Regions from separate parts of the Rattus norvegicus genome. Here all the other regions are linked to region 2. The links are chromatin contacts, called in public Hi-C maps. All regions are on one chromosome and are shown on one strand. The core of a region is the stretch at or near the end of the contact, and the rest is flanking DNA. Distances in the headings are between cores, read along the strand shown.

Region 1 (4,612 bases), core at 1,749-4,248, 450 kb after region 2:
CAACACACTACCGCAGAGTCGGGACACTATGGCAGCATTGGCTCTCTGCCGGTGTCAGTGTCCTTTGTGAGTAGGTAGCATTTGGTGAATTTGGCTGTGCCGTGAGTTTGCTGGTTTTGATTAAAATCTTTGCTGGGTATTGTCCTGTGCTCACTGAATACCTTTTTATTTTAAGGTGGACATTTGGGCTCAGGTTGGTTGTGTTGAAAGTCTCAGCCAGTCACCCCCTTCTTCTTCTTCTTCTTCTCCTTCTTCTTCCATAAATAAGGTAAATTGAGACATGAATAACTGCATGAAGAAGTAAACATTTACCAGCCAACCCTGAGAGGAATGCTTTTCCATATGCTGTAATGTGAAGACGCTCTCCCAGGCCTGGCCAGGCAGTGTGATTGCTAGGGAGGTGGGGCCGCAGGCTGTCAGCTGACACTCTTCCTGAGACCTGACTGTGTAGTGAGATCTAGTGAAGGGTTTGGCTCTGAGTGACAGTAGAGCAAACAGATCCTGGTACCAGGAAGGGAAGGTAGAAAGTGTTGCTCAGTGAGCATGACTGGGGAGGGAAAGGGGAAGGAAAGGCTAGGGAAGTGGAGGCCTCAACTAAGAAACAGAGTGGGTTACTACATGGCTGGTTTCATGACAAAGGGGTTGGTGGATTGAGAGCAAATAAATTGATGGCCAAAGGATCTTTCGCACAGATCTTGGAGGCCAGCTTATTTCATTGGGATTAGACTTTGGAGACATTATGCTCTTGGCATTTAGAAGCTCAAAAGTGTCTCTACCAAAGCCTGAGCACTGGGGGTAGCCACTGAGCTTCACCATGAGGTGAGGATTACACTGCTGCCTTCTTCCTCTCTGGGTACCTGAGGGAGGCAGATCTTTAACTAGCAGAAGTGTCCTAATGCCTAGTTTCATCTCCTTATTTAAAACTACTTCCAGTAATGTGACCTGGCACTTACGCCCTGTGGAGCTCTCTCCATGCCCTCCTGCCATAGCTTGGAAAAGGAGGTGTACCTCTCAGTGAACTGCTGGTTTCATTATTTTGGGACAGGGTCTCGCAGTGTAGCCAGGCAACCTCTAGAACTTGCTAAGTAGCAGGCCGTATCAGTCAGACCCTTAGGCTTTCTGCCTCATCAAGTGCTGACTCTATTTCAGGTGAACCCCATGTGCAGATAACTCTACTGACTCTATTTCAGGTGAACCCCCATGCTTAGATAGCTCTGCTGAATCCGTATTCAGTCAGAACTGTATGCACTTATCGGTTCATACTTAACAAATGCCCTGAGGACATCAGTGTTACAGATCCCATTTTTAAGACATAGCTAAGAAGGGCGAATTGCTCATATGCAAGTGCGTTGTCAGTAGGAAAGCTGGGATCCACGCCTAGGTCAACATTAGGGGCTGAGTTCTCAGTCACTGTACCCATGTGAAACATTCTTGGCCCCATAGTTACAAAACAGTTCAAAATCCACCTAGTTGGCCAGGATTCTGGCCTTGTCACCCAGTCTGTGATTTAACACTGAGTAGCCCTTGTTTGGGTCAGTGGTAGACTGCATGTGAGTGTCCTCATAAGATGGGAGTGGATCTAAACATTCCCATTGGTGATATCATGACAGATAGGTATACATAATAGAAGATGTTGCTTGTGCATGCACATGTGGTGACACTGGTGCAAACACATCTACTCGACCGGCTTGCTGCCCATCGCATAAAAGTGTGGATTAGGTTATGCATGGGAGGGCATAATGATGGATGAACAATTGTTTTGCTGGTTTATTGTTCGCCATTTATTTATTTATTTATTTATTTATTTTACTTTTCTATTTTTCGGAGCTGGGGACCGAACCCAGGGCCTTGCGCTTGCTAGGCAAGCGCTCTACCACTGAGCTAAATCCCCAACCCCTCGCCACTCTTTATAACTCATGGCTTTCGTCTACATCTACTTCTTGAAAAAGAAGTTTGCTGTAGAACCCTCTGCTGCCTCCCCCAGCAGTGGCATTACGTTAGACATGCTGTGTGTGCTGCATCTTGTAATTGAATCATTCTCTCTCTACCTGATTTCATCTTGTGTTGTTTTGTTCAATATGGCCTAGGCAGTAGGCCATATCATATATTTATCTACTATAGCATTGGTGAATAGCTAGGTTTGTTTAAGCATATTCTGATACTTACACCACCTGGAGATGTACTTCTCAGAAGCTAGCTTATTAGACACCACGTTGACTGCTTCTGTCATGAGCATAGCTCCTGTGTTATAGATGCATGAGTGTGCTGTGTGCATGCCTGCCACTGCTACCTTAGTGGCCATCCCAAGTTCATTCTCGGTCCTTCTGGTGCGACAGTCAGATGCAAGGCTAATGCTGTGAGTTCTTTCAGTGGATGGCTTGAAATATCCACCTGTTAAACAGGATGTTATACAGGCCATAGCTCCCTGTCATACAGCTAGAGTGCATGTTCCTCTGTGTCTTAGGATGCTTTGATAACTTTTACGTAACAAGGTCTTTGAATCTAAGTATCACCTGCCAATAAAAAAAAGCTTATGGCCAATGAGCAGAGGCAGGAGATAGGAGGTGGGACATCTGGCAGGAGATTTGAGAGCCACATGCTGAGAAAGGAGGCCAGGACTGGCCTGAAGGAGAGGTAACTAACCAGGAGGTAGATGAATTCAGGTTAGAATCAAGGAGAGAGTCACGTGGGAATGCTGAGGAAAGGACGTAAAGCAGTAGTAGAGGAACTCGGTATAGAACAGAGATTCAAGCAGCGACTCTGAGGAGAGGATGGACATACAGCAGCAGGTAAATGAACTCAGGGTAGAATAAAGGGGAGACATTAGGGAAGACACTGAGGAAGAAGCAGGCCAGGACTGAGGGAGAGATAACCAATCAGCAGGTAGCTGAACTTGGGAGATTCGCCCTAGGAACTCTGAAGAGACAAGGAAAGGAAAGCAGCCACGTCACTGAACCCAGGTTAGAGTAAAAGGGATAAGTTATGAGCAAGTCAGCAAACAAGCAAAGCTTATGACTCAGGCATTTATTAATAAATTTTAGTCTCAGAGTCATCATTCCAGGAACAGGGCTGAAAAGGAAAACTTTTACACAGATATATTGAATATGTTGCTCCTGGATGTTGGGCAGTGCTAAATTTAGTTGGAGCAGGGCTTAGGTAAAGGGCCAGGCATGATCTGTGAGTTACAGAGCAAGGAGGGTGTTTACCGTGTGTCCGGGTAGACGTTCTAAAGCGGCAGGCCTGATCAACTCCACGTGAATTTTTCCATTTACCGTGTATTACTTCATTGTGAGTGAGAATTAAGAACTACTTAGAGTCCCTACTTTAGAGCAGTTAGGTCAGTGGGGAGAGCCTTGGCAGGAGCATGCAATGGCATTCCAGGTGATGTCGGAGGATGTGCTCTCAGTGGAGCTGACCCATCTCTCATCTCGTGCTCCCGTGTTCTCCCCTGGGTTAGTGTGTGGAGACTTAGGTCCATGTCCAGTGACTGTACCAGCCCTTGTGTTGCTCTCAGTTCCCCTGTCGACCCATAGCTAAGTGGAGTCACAACCTGTAGGAATCACAAGAACTCCTTTTCCTCTCCCACACAGGTTGGTGGTGGCAGTGACCCCTGGTCAGCCTGGAATGCTCCCAGATCTGGGAACTGGGACAGCTCTGATGCCTGGGGCACCAGGACAGATGGGGCTGGCGCTCAGAGGAACAGCAGTGCCAACAACTGGGACACCGGCTTCGGCCATCCGCAGGCCTACCAAGGACCAGGTGAGGGGACACCTCTGCCTGAGTGACAGGCCTGAGGAGTAAGCTGACCTTGCTTTCCTCTAAGTCAGCACAGCACAGTGACTTTGGGTGAAGGGTCCTACAGTCTCATTCAGTACTGACACCATCTCCTTGGAACCATGGGTGCTTCCCTCCCAGGAGCTCCTCCCTAGGTTTCATGAACTTGTTAGCACAGTGCACAAAACTCAAGGACTCACTTGACTTCCTGTTGTCAATTTATCATGGAGTAAATCAAGAGATACAATAAGCATTCAGATGAGGAGGTTACATGGGCAAGGTGTGGTGCTTCCAGACCCTCTCCTGTCATACCTGGGGTGTACCAGACTGACCAGAGGTCATTACCACTACCAGCATCTGCACATGCTCACCAGCGAAAACACTGATCCTGCAGCCCAGAGAGTTTTCTGGAGATCAGTCCCATTGGTGTGGCTAACTATTTACTACATCTTCAGCCCTTTTCCAGTTCACAGAGGATGAGGTGGACAGGAAGATTCTCAGGTTTCAGCCCTCCATGGCTTGGTTTTGTTTGTTTTTTTTTTTTGTTTTGTTTTGTTTTTGTTGTTGTTGTTGTTTTTTTTTTTTTTTTTCTGGTGGTGAGCTTCAGTCCCAGACTGCACCTTGAGTCTTGTGGATTGGAAGACACTTCTGTCATCCAGGAAAGGCCAAAACATGAGGCTGGGTCAGGAAGCTCTGCTTATGAATTTTTAAGCAGAGGAGAGATTTACTGAAGGAGAAGCACTTCAGTGATTTAGTGGGACGGGACCACTTTAAAAACCCCAGGCATGGTAGCCGTGAGATGGACATAGGCTGATCCATAGGCTCACTGAACATTCCC
Region 2 (4,618 bases), core at 976-3,475:
GGTAGTTACATGTCTAAGTGTTTTCAATTGAAAGCTTGTTAACACTGACCACAAAGATTGACAACCACTTTCCTCAAGAGTCAGGCCTACTTTGTGTTTTTTAAGAAAATGTCTGCCACAAACACCCCATTTGTGAGTGACTGACAGTTTGTGGTGGATCCTTCACAAAGAAGATGCCCTGTAGGGAACACACTGATTCAGCTGGTAAGGCAGTTGCTGCTTCCTCTAGAGGAAAACATCTGCCGTCTGAAGCAGAGTTGCTTCCTGAACATTTCCCACCTCCCATGAAATTTAAAAGTCAGGCATATCCAAGTGTCATTATTGAAGAGGTAATAATTTTACCACTTCAACAACGACATTTACCTAATGAATTCTTTTTAAAGCTACTGCTGCATTACAATGAAGTACATAGTGGTTGCAAGGGACTGGTTTATGCCACAGCCACCATGACTATGCCACTGCTCTGTGCCATCGGGGCGTGTCTCTAAACTTGAATAGGAAATGAGTTGTCTCAAGGATCATTGGGATTTTGTGGACCACTGTTTACAAGTGTGTTAGACCACAAACAGCATGCATTACGATTCAATCCCAGAACAAAACAAAGAACCAAGTTGTCAGTCTGTGGAAAGAAGACAATCCCTGGTTTTTACCAGATTCTTACACAGATCCCTATGTATTGTATAATTATAATTTAATTATAACCAAACCTGTGGTTGGAAAACCAAACAAAGCTTGGCTGTTAAAACACCAATATTGGTTAGGCCTTAATGACATCTGCCACAAGTTAATTTCTTCTCTAAAAACATAATATCAGGAGAAAATGGCCCAGCAGAGCCACAGATGTGGTCTTAGTAGCTCCATAAACCTTTAGAATATTGAGAGGGAATTGGAAAACATTTTAGATACATTATAGCCTCTTGTCTTTACAGTATTCAAAGCTTAAGTATGACTATTACAGATAAGTGGAAGGGAATTCGATTGATTTATGGTTTTTCACATAACATTCTTCTGTAGCACACATCAGGCTAATTACAGAGTTATCTGTATGAGTATCTAATTGTGTCTCTCACAGCAGACATTTAAATTCCTGAGGGACAGACATGTTTATTTTTGTATCCCTTCCACCTTAATCAGAGTGACTGAAACACAAAGGATCCCAAGTCAACACTTGCTGAGGTGAAGTGAACAATAAATCAGCAGTAAGGGTGGGAGGGGAAAAGACAAAACATTATAAACAGCTACACATACATATCAGGAAATTCCCCACCAACCAGAAAAGGCAGGTATGTGACAGAGAACAAATGTACAATCTTGAAGAATAATGGTCTTCTGTCTCAAGTGGGTTATATTAGTCATCCAATGCTTTTAGAGCACCTACTATGTGCTAGGCACTTTATAGCGACTGTGGCTGTCCTTTGTTAAAAAGAATAGTAATGCTATGAGTGGATTTCAGTCACAAACCTTATTGAACCATTCGGGGCTTTTCTTTTTAGCTAGTGATAATGTTGTAACAAATCCAGCTAGCATTCCCGCTGCGGCTGCAGAACCAAGGAAAATTCCACCTGCCAAGAATTGGGAGAAGATATTAAAAATAAAGCTTAAAGCGCAAGGCCCTGGGTTCGATCCCCAACTCCGAAAAAAAGAACCAAAAAAAAAAAAAATAAAGCTTAAATTAAAAAAGATTTCCACAACCTAGTATCAGATATTTTCAGGATTACATTCAAAACTCGAAACATCATGGCTAAGCGGTCTGAGAAACCTGTGTGATCTCACGACCTCTGGTTCAAGGGAACACTCTGAAGCTGGGTTCTTCAGGGCTAAGAATGGGTGTGTTTCCCCTTCCCAGCGCAAAGATTTTCCACGGGAAGAAGAGATAGTGGCAATCAGAAAAGGGCAGGGCACGAGAAAAATCTATAGATAAGGATGGATAAATACAGTATGGACTAGAGACTAGATGGCAGGACTTACTCGTCCCTGCCCAAGGAGACTTCACCCTGTGACATATGGGTCCCACTGGCTGAGTTAAAAATAAAGCCCAAGATAAGGGCTTTCAGAACGGAATGTGTTCCAGAACATCCTATCCCAGCGCAGGGCAAGCATACCTTTAATCAGGAATAGCCGATCGTCCTGAGACCCTGGAGCTTCTACTGCAGAAGACTCCCCGGACCCAGAACCCGAGGCCTCCATATTTAAAGTCTCCTCTACTGTTTCCGTTACTAAAGAGGCCCGAGTAGAAGCTCAAGGGAGAGAGAAGAAAGGTTCCGCAGCTGCCTTCCCTGTGTAACCTGAAGAAGGGTCCGGGTCCCCGCGTCTTCCCAATTACACTCTTGCAGTGAGAGAAGACTTAGGGGGTGCTCTCTGTCCCCAGCCCAGAGCCGAGGGCGACATCCCACAAGACAGCCCTCCTGGGAGGATCACTCGCCTTCGTGCAAGGTGACGATTTGTTGGACTTTTGTAAGTTTTTTTGTGTACTTGAGGGAATACCCAGTTCCGACTCTAGGAGGCAGTGAGAGGTCGCAGATGGAGCCAGGAGCCGGGTCTCAGCCTGGCTTGGATCCCGGAGCTGTTTACCACTCCAGGTACACTGTACTGTATCTAAGCGCTAACACGCCACGATTCTAAAACGCAAACCTCAATATTTTCCCCGTTTCTTTCTGAGAAATTTCGAAATAGTTGTTACTTCAGGTTTAAGTGACGTGCCCAGTCCTGAAAGAGAACCATTCTACCAGCTCCAAAGCACAGGTCCTTCCAGGTCTGATTTGCCCGCCCGCAGTGAACGCGCAGGGCTGACTAAATGACCGAATGAATGGTGCCAATCTAGACAGCAGAGCACAGGGGCCCTCTCTCGGGATTTATTAACACTGGCTCCAAGGTTGCCCCGGGGTTGCCGGGATCCTTGGCAGCCTGCATGCAGGACGATGTGCCAATGGCGATAGATTTAGTAAATTGCCATTGAGAGAAGGAAGCTAGTGGGAAATAGCCAACATTTTCACCCTGAGACCTGAGACACATGACATCACCTTTTAAAAGGAAGCCTGCCCTTTGCCTCTTTCTTTTTCTGAGCACTCTAAGGGCATGGGCTTCTTGAGGGTGGAGGTGGAGATCTATACTCATTTGGTATTCCCCAGCTCTCAGCGTATTACCTGGTCATGTATAATAAATGCCAGTCCAAGGAACGGATAAATGAAAGCATTCGTTTTTGCAGCAGTTAAATCCATCTATTAGTTCAGACCTGCGTCCAGGTCGTAAAGCATGGCTTATTTGTGTGAACTTGGTGTCTGTCATATAGCCTCTCATTACCTTGTTCCCCTCAACTGCTAACTATGGAAACAGTACCTCACAGGATTTCTGTGAAAATTGAAGAGAGGTGTGTGTGTGTGTGTGTGTGTGTGTGTGTGTGTGTGTGTGTGTGTGTGTGTGGTGTTGTACAGCCTTCTTGACCACTTGAAAAGCTGAGACAAAAGAACCATAAATTCAAATCTGGCCTAGTTAACCAAACAAGACCCAGTTTCAATTTCAATTTTGTAAAAGGTCTCTCTGTGTGTGTGTGTGTGTGTGTGTGTGTGTGTGTGTGTGTGTGTGTGTGTGTGTGATTGAATTAGCATAGTGTCTGGTACACATAAGTATTCTAATTGTCTAATTGTTGTTCACCATTGATTCTAGTAGTTTTAAGGCATTAGCCTATGAACAGTTAGATTTGCTCAATTTTTCCCATTGGACATTATATCTCTGAAACTCTGGGGCAGCATGCGATTTCTGATGCTTGGCTGGGTTGAGAATCACTGCTCTGTTTCTGTCCAATTGGGATCACATAGAGTGTGTTTGGCCTTTGGCCTTTGGCCTTTGGGTTCCCTAGAAGCCTAGTTTCAGGGTTTGGGTAGGCCCTTTAAGAGTGGGCAAATGCTGTACTAACACGTTCAAAGAATTAAGGACTTAACACTTTTCCTTTCCTGTCACATATAATAACAGTGACCATAGCTGCTAACATATGTGCACTTTCTATATCTTTTTGAGTCACTAAGAGCCCATTAGATGATACTGTTCAAAGCTGGCAGAACCATTGAACTGTGAGGTTTAGTCAGGAACCCTTAAGTCATTGAGAGGTGTGCCCTATAAATCCAGCTTTGGCTAATTCAAGAGGGGCCATGGGACCACAGCCTCTTCCTGTCCTTGCTCTGTTTAAGACAGGAGTGGATGCCAGGTGTGGTGGTGTGTGCAGGTGTGTTCCAGAGCAGCCTGGTCTACAGAGGAAGTCCCAGGCCAGGCAGGGCTACATAGAAAGACCCTATTAAAGAAAAAGACAGTTTTGCTCTGTTACCTGTTCACATCATGATGTGGATGGAAACCCTTGCCCACAGCTGTCTTGTTTGCTGATTTGCATGGATGGGACAGAATCCACCTAATCTGGACTAACACCATCCTGACTGGAGTCTCCAAATCTGTGAGCAAAGATAGATTCCTTTTCTTTATAAGGTAATTATCTTGAGTGCTTTGTTGTGGTGATTGATGGAAAGCACAGCACTTACTGTTTCAAATGTTTTATTTCATTTAACCCTCTCTATAAACCCAGAAAGAATAACGCACTCGAGTGCACACAGCTGTTAAGAGCCTGGCTTTT
Region 3 (4,763 bases), core at 1,665-4,164, 500 kb after region 2:
GAGTATTTGGGGAGCTCTTGTTGACTCTAGTGCCATCTGAAGAGAGAGTGCAGTCTGGAAGGTTCTGCTAACTGGAAAGCCATGGGGCCTACACTCAGTTCTCAGGTTTTAAGTTCTGTGTGCCTTATGTTTGTCGATGGGTCTAGAGTGATTATCAGTATTCTCTCTATACGCTTATTTTTTTTTTTAACAAGTAATGGCAAAGTGCACATTGAAACTAACCATTCCTGTCAGCTACTTCCCATCACTTGGTCAGCCTGCCCTAGAGGCCCAGACAAGCTTTGCAGGCAGCAAATGATTTCAGCCCCTCTGCCATGCCACATGGCTCCTGCTAACATACATGGGATAGACTCTGCCAAGATGTAGCCATGTCCATGGTGACAGACACTAAAACCTACAAGGAACTCAGGCTAGTAGGTCAGGTAAACACCCATCGTTACTGGATCTGGGGCCTTGAGCTGCCAGACATTTTCTTGATTAATGGTTGATTGATGTAGGAGGAACCAATCAATTATGGGTGGTGCCATGCATGGGCAGGTAGGTGAACAAGCTGAAAGTCCTGCACTGTGAAACATGCTTTTAATCTTGGCACTCAGGAGGCAGAAGTAGGCAGATCCCTGAGTTCAAGGCTAGCCTTGTCTACAAGAGCTAATTCTGGGACATCCAGAGCTACCCAGAGAAACCCTACCCCCTTCCCCCATTCCTTGCAAAAAAAGAAGTTGAGTAAGCCATAGAGAGCAAGCCAGGAAGCAGCATTCCTTCATGGTTTCTGCCTGGAGTTCCTGCCCTGACTTGCCTCAGTGAGGGACTGTGACTGTAAAGTGGAAATAAACTCTTTCTACCCAAGATGCTTTTGTTCACGGTATCTATCACAGCACGACAACAGAAATCTAGAGGCGATGCCCAAGTACAAGTGAGACAAAGTTTCCCCAACAAAAACTACTGAGCAGAGTTGGGGATTTAGCTCAGTGGTAGAGCGCTTGCCTAGCAAGCACAAGGCCCTGGGTTCGGTCCCCAGCTCCGAGGAAAAAAAACAAAAAACAAAAAACTACCGAGCAAGGCTTGGCACCAAAACAGACAGAACCTGATAGCTTCGGAAATGTGTGGGCACCGACGAGCGCCTCTGCATCTTCTCTGTGGCCATCATGAGGGGCAGCGAGCTGAAGGGCACCCGGAATGCCTGGAAACACAGCTAGATGTTCTTTGTCAACAAGGTGATGGTGGCCGTGGGTCAAAGCCCATGCAGACAGCCTGCATCGGGTCAGCAAGACATTGAGAGGTGAAGGTGGACTCCCTTTTACCAACTACACGAAGGAAGTTCCAGTGGTTCAGGAACTATATAGAAAAGGATTTTGCTGGAGTTTGGGAACAAAGCAACTTTAACTGTGAGCCTGGGTCCAGGGCTCCTAAAGCCGCTCCCCGGGAGCGGGGGCCGAGGCAACCAGGCCTGCCCACTGCCCCTAAGAAAGGTGTGGTAACCATGGTATCTGATTAGGAAGTATGGAAGCAGAGTGACCAGTTGACCCTAGAGCAGGCCCGTGGCCTGAAGCTTTTGTGGGATGCCCAGTTGGGAAGATCCCAGCAGTTGGACGATGACCTTCGAGAGGGTGCACCAGAGTTTGAGGGAGAATGGGGGGGGGGGGAGAGGAGGAGGAGGAGGAAGAGGAAAAGGAGAAGGAGGAGGAGGAGGTGGATAGCCTACTCTAGGACTTTCCAACAAGTTCTTCCTCTCCACTGGACCACCCAGGACTGCTGTCACCCCTCTGGAGGGAGCAGCTGTTTATTTTGCTTTGGTGACTTTGTATAAAAATTAAATTTTGCCTGCTTCTGCCTCCCTAGTGCTAGGATTGAAGGTGTCTGCCACCATTGACCAATCCTGACCGACTGGACCCCAAGACCAAGAGGCCTTCCCTCGGGTTGCTTGAAGGTTTCGGATCGAAAACTAAGTATCAATGCTAAGCAAGACCACGTGCTGAGATTCTCAGGTGGGAGAGGCCGGGTCCCCACCTGACAGTCTAATAGGCGAGGCCAGGGGCATCTCAGCGAGGTCAAGGTGTAGTGGCAAATGGGGGTACAGGGAATGTATGTCGCATCTCTCCGACAGGATGTAATCCCTGCCCCCAAACACCAGTTTACTTTGGACCGGGAACTAAAGTCCCCGGTAGAAGGCAGCATTTAAAGAGTGTGTCAGGCACACACACACCACTCACAAGCACACACTCAATCACCAAGGTAGCTTCAGAGTGAAGGTCACTTTGCGCTTCTGCAGTCCCGCTCCAGGAGACTGAGGCACAGAACCCAAGGGCCCCATCCCGGGTCGCAGGTGCTGGGGTGAGGTGAGCTGGAGGGGGCGCTGCGCGGGGCAAGCGGCAGCAGGGTTTCCCTGCCCTGCTCAGCCCGCAGCCCCCAGCTGCCCATATAAGGCCGCGGTCCAGGCAGGGTCCGGGCTCCTGATGTTCTCCGCCGCTGCAGCCTCCTCCGCGGCGAGGAATGTGTGGAATCTCCCTCACCCGCAGCTGCCCCCGGCAGGGAGGACAGTCCGGGAGTATCCGACCCAGGAAAGCAAACCCACGGGGCTCAGTCCCGGTCCCCACTGTGGCTCGCAGGTGCCTGCCTCGCCGCTTGGGGGAGCGCGGCAGTCGTCGGAGCGGCCCGGCGGCGGTGCCACTTCACCTGCCCGGGGTAGCGCAGCGCGGCCAGGGTGGAGGAGGTGGAGGAGGAGGAGGAGGAGGTAGAGGAGGAGGAGGTGGAAAAGGAAGAGGAGGAGGGGGGAGGAGGCCGTCCTGGCGTTGGAAGAGGAGGAGGAGGAGGAGGAGGAGCCTGCGGCGCCGGAGCCCGGCACAAAGTGAAACTCCTGGAAGCCGCGCGCCCTCGGGCAGGACCCCGCCCCGGCTCCCCTGTGCTCCCGGCGCCCATGGCGCTGAGCAAAGGGCTGCGACTGCTGGCGCGGCTGGACCCCACCGGCCCGAGCAGCGTGCTGCTGGAGGCGCGGGGCCGCGGCGACTGTCTACTCTTTGAGGCCGGCGCGGTGGCCACGCTGGGTGAGTGCCGCGCTCCCCGTGCTCCCCACGCGGGCGGCGATGCCAGGGAGTTAGTAAAGGCGCTCGACTCCGTGGAGTCCTGGGGACTAGCGGTGTTCAGTTCCCCGACGGGGAGGACCCCGGCCGCTTGGGGATCGCCAGGAGCGCTTGTTCACAGGAGTAATAGGTGCGAGGGACACCAGAGAGCTGGCCCCTCTGTCTGGACGAAGCGTCGCTCTCCCCTGGGAGGGGTGTCTCCGGGTGCGCTCTTTCCCGAGTGGGGATGGGGTGGGGGCGTCTGTTCCTGGAGAACCAACCGGCTCTAATTCCGCTCCTGGTGCTCAGTGCGGGAGCTTTGCATGTTCTGGACACCCTGAAGAGGGTGCCCTGAGGAGGAGTCCACCTAGTGCTCCCTTGCTCGTGCACCTGTTGAATACACCAAAGCTGCATTGCCTTGCCTGAAAGGATGACACGTAGACACCAAAACAGACTTTGAGAAACCTGGATGGCACCCTTCATTTGCCTCCTATAAATACTCCATCAGAAGCAGGAGTAGAACCTGGAAGCAAATATACTCTCTGGTGACTTTATCTTTATGCTGGGGCTGAGGAGAGGGCAAGCCGTTGCATTGATTGACTATAGAGTTCTTGAGATTAGCATTGTGCTAAGGACCTTAGAGACACAATCTTACACAACCTTTACACTTTTAACTCGTAATAAAGGTAAACAAACGGAGGCCCAAAGACTCTAAGACACTTGCTCCAGGCAATACAGCCTTGAGTGTGGCTATTTTGGTGATGTCATGCGGTGCATGCCTTCCTGGTAACTGCAACTTCCGGATCCCTAGTTTTGTAATTGACATTCGCAAGAAAGTCTAGGTAGCATAAAGCCAGCAGTCAGATAGGATGGGTAGGATTTTCATGACGAGCCTTGGAGGGCAGGCTTGAGACAGTGGGTGTCCAGTTGTTCGTCCTCCTGGTGTCCCTAGCTAAACAGGATCACTTATATTTTGGGAGGGAAGTAATGCAAAGCACTTGTTTGCAAAGTGCTTCATGTTCTTTCTTCAGGTTTGCATGTGTTGACTCCAGATGCTGCATACGTATCTGTGTGTGTGCATACACATGTGTTAAAGGGAACACATCCATTGCTACTTCCTGGGCCAGGCCATTCATGTGTAATTTATCGAGCTGGGTGTGGTGGGATACACCCCATGCTCTGCCTAGTCAAGGTGGGAGGGTGAGTGGGTAGAGGGATTAAGCTGCGGAGTTTCATACCAGATTGGGCAACCTTACCAGACCTCAAAACATGCTGGCGAATACGGATACAGAAAAGGCAAACGGCAAGTAGCTGCCTTGCTCTCAGTCGCTTGATTAGGGAAGCTGGATTCTGTGTCACATTATTCCAATTGGAGTTCTGTCCTGAAAAGTCCCAGTGTGGTCATTTGTTGCAGCCTTGAAAGAAAACTGTGGAACTTTCCACTCCATTTTAGATGTCTACTCCAGAAGGCATTTCTCAGAACCCAGACATTAATTTCATGATACAAAGTTATTGTGACTTGGAAGAGACTAAAATGTCTTTCAGTCGGGCTTCACAAAGCTAAGTGGTGCTCATACCCCAGTGAGAGTGGCTCTGAAGCCACTTGGAACAGGTGTCTCCCATCCCGCAACTGAGTTTGTACCACAATGCCCTTGCATGGTGGCGATGATACAGTACTTTGGATTTTACAGCGGAAGTTGTGATGAA

What was found. A called contact is a pair of places that touch in the nucleus more often than the background predicts.
Region 1: a Hi-C map of liver shows a contact between it and region 2, with 2.7 times the contacts expected there. The contact joins the enhancer-like site here to the promoter of Tmem242 in region 2. A contact is called at or near these places in 8 of 12 Hi-C or Micro-C datasets (the A7r5 cell line, Schwann cells, frontal cortex and 5 more).
Region 3: a contact with region 2 is called in a Hi-C map of the A7r5 cell line, with 3 times the contacts expected there. The contact joins the promoter of Synj2 here to the promoter of Tmem242 in region 2. A contact is called at or near these places in 4 of 12 Hi-C or Micro-C datasets (the A7r5 cell line, the Rat2 cell line, frontal cortex and 1 more).

Annotation. Positions count from the first base shown.
Region 1 is chr1:48,875,338-48,879,949 of GRCr8, forward strand. Snx9 (sorting nexin 9) reads left to right here. Exons shown (of 18, transcript NM_001127637.1): 5 at 3,591-3,759. Among named protein-coding and RNA genes, the nearest start is that of Synj2, 46 kb to the right of the region's middle. Within about 2 kb of position 2,999, at least 2 of the 93 cell types and tissues checked have an H3K27ac peak or open chromatin away from gene starts, as enhancers often do. A contact at or near this core is called in liver, where this site is marked.
Region 2 is chr1:48,422,408-48,427,025 of GRCr8, forward strand. It overlaps Tmem242 (transmembrane protein 242), which reads right to left and starts at 2,226. Exons shown (of 4, transcript NM_001144860.2): 1 at 2,103-2,226; 2 at 1,462-1,562. The coding sequence starts at 2,187.
Region 3 is chr1:48,920,963-48,925,725 of GRCr8, forward strand. It overlaps Synj2 (synaptojanin 2), which reads left to right and starts at 2,915. Exons shown (of 28, transcript NM_001113371.1): 1 at 2,915-3,041. The coding sequence starts at 2,915. It also overlaps the pseudogene Mrto4-ps2.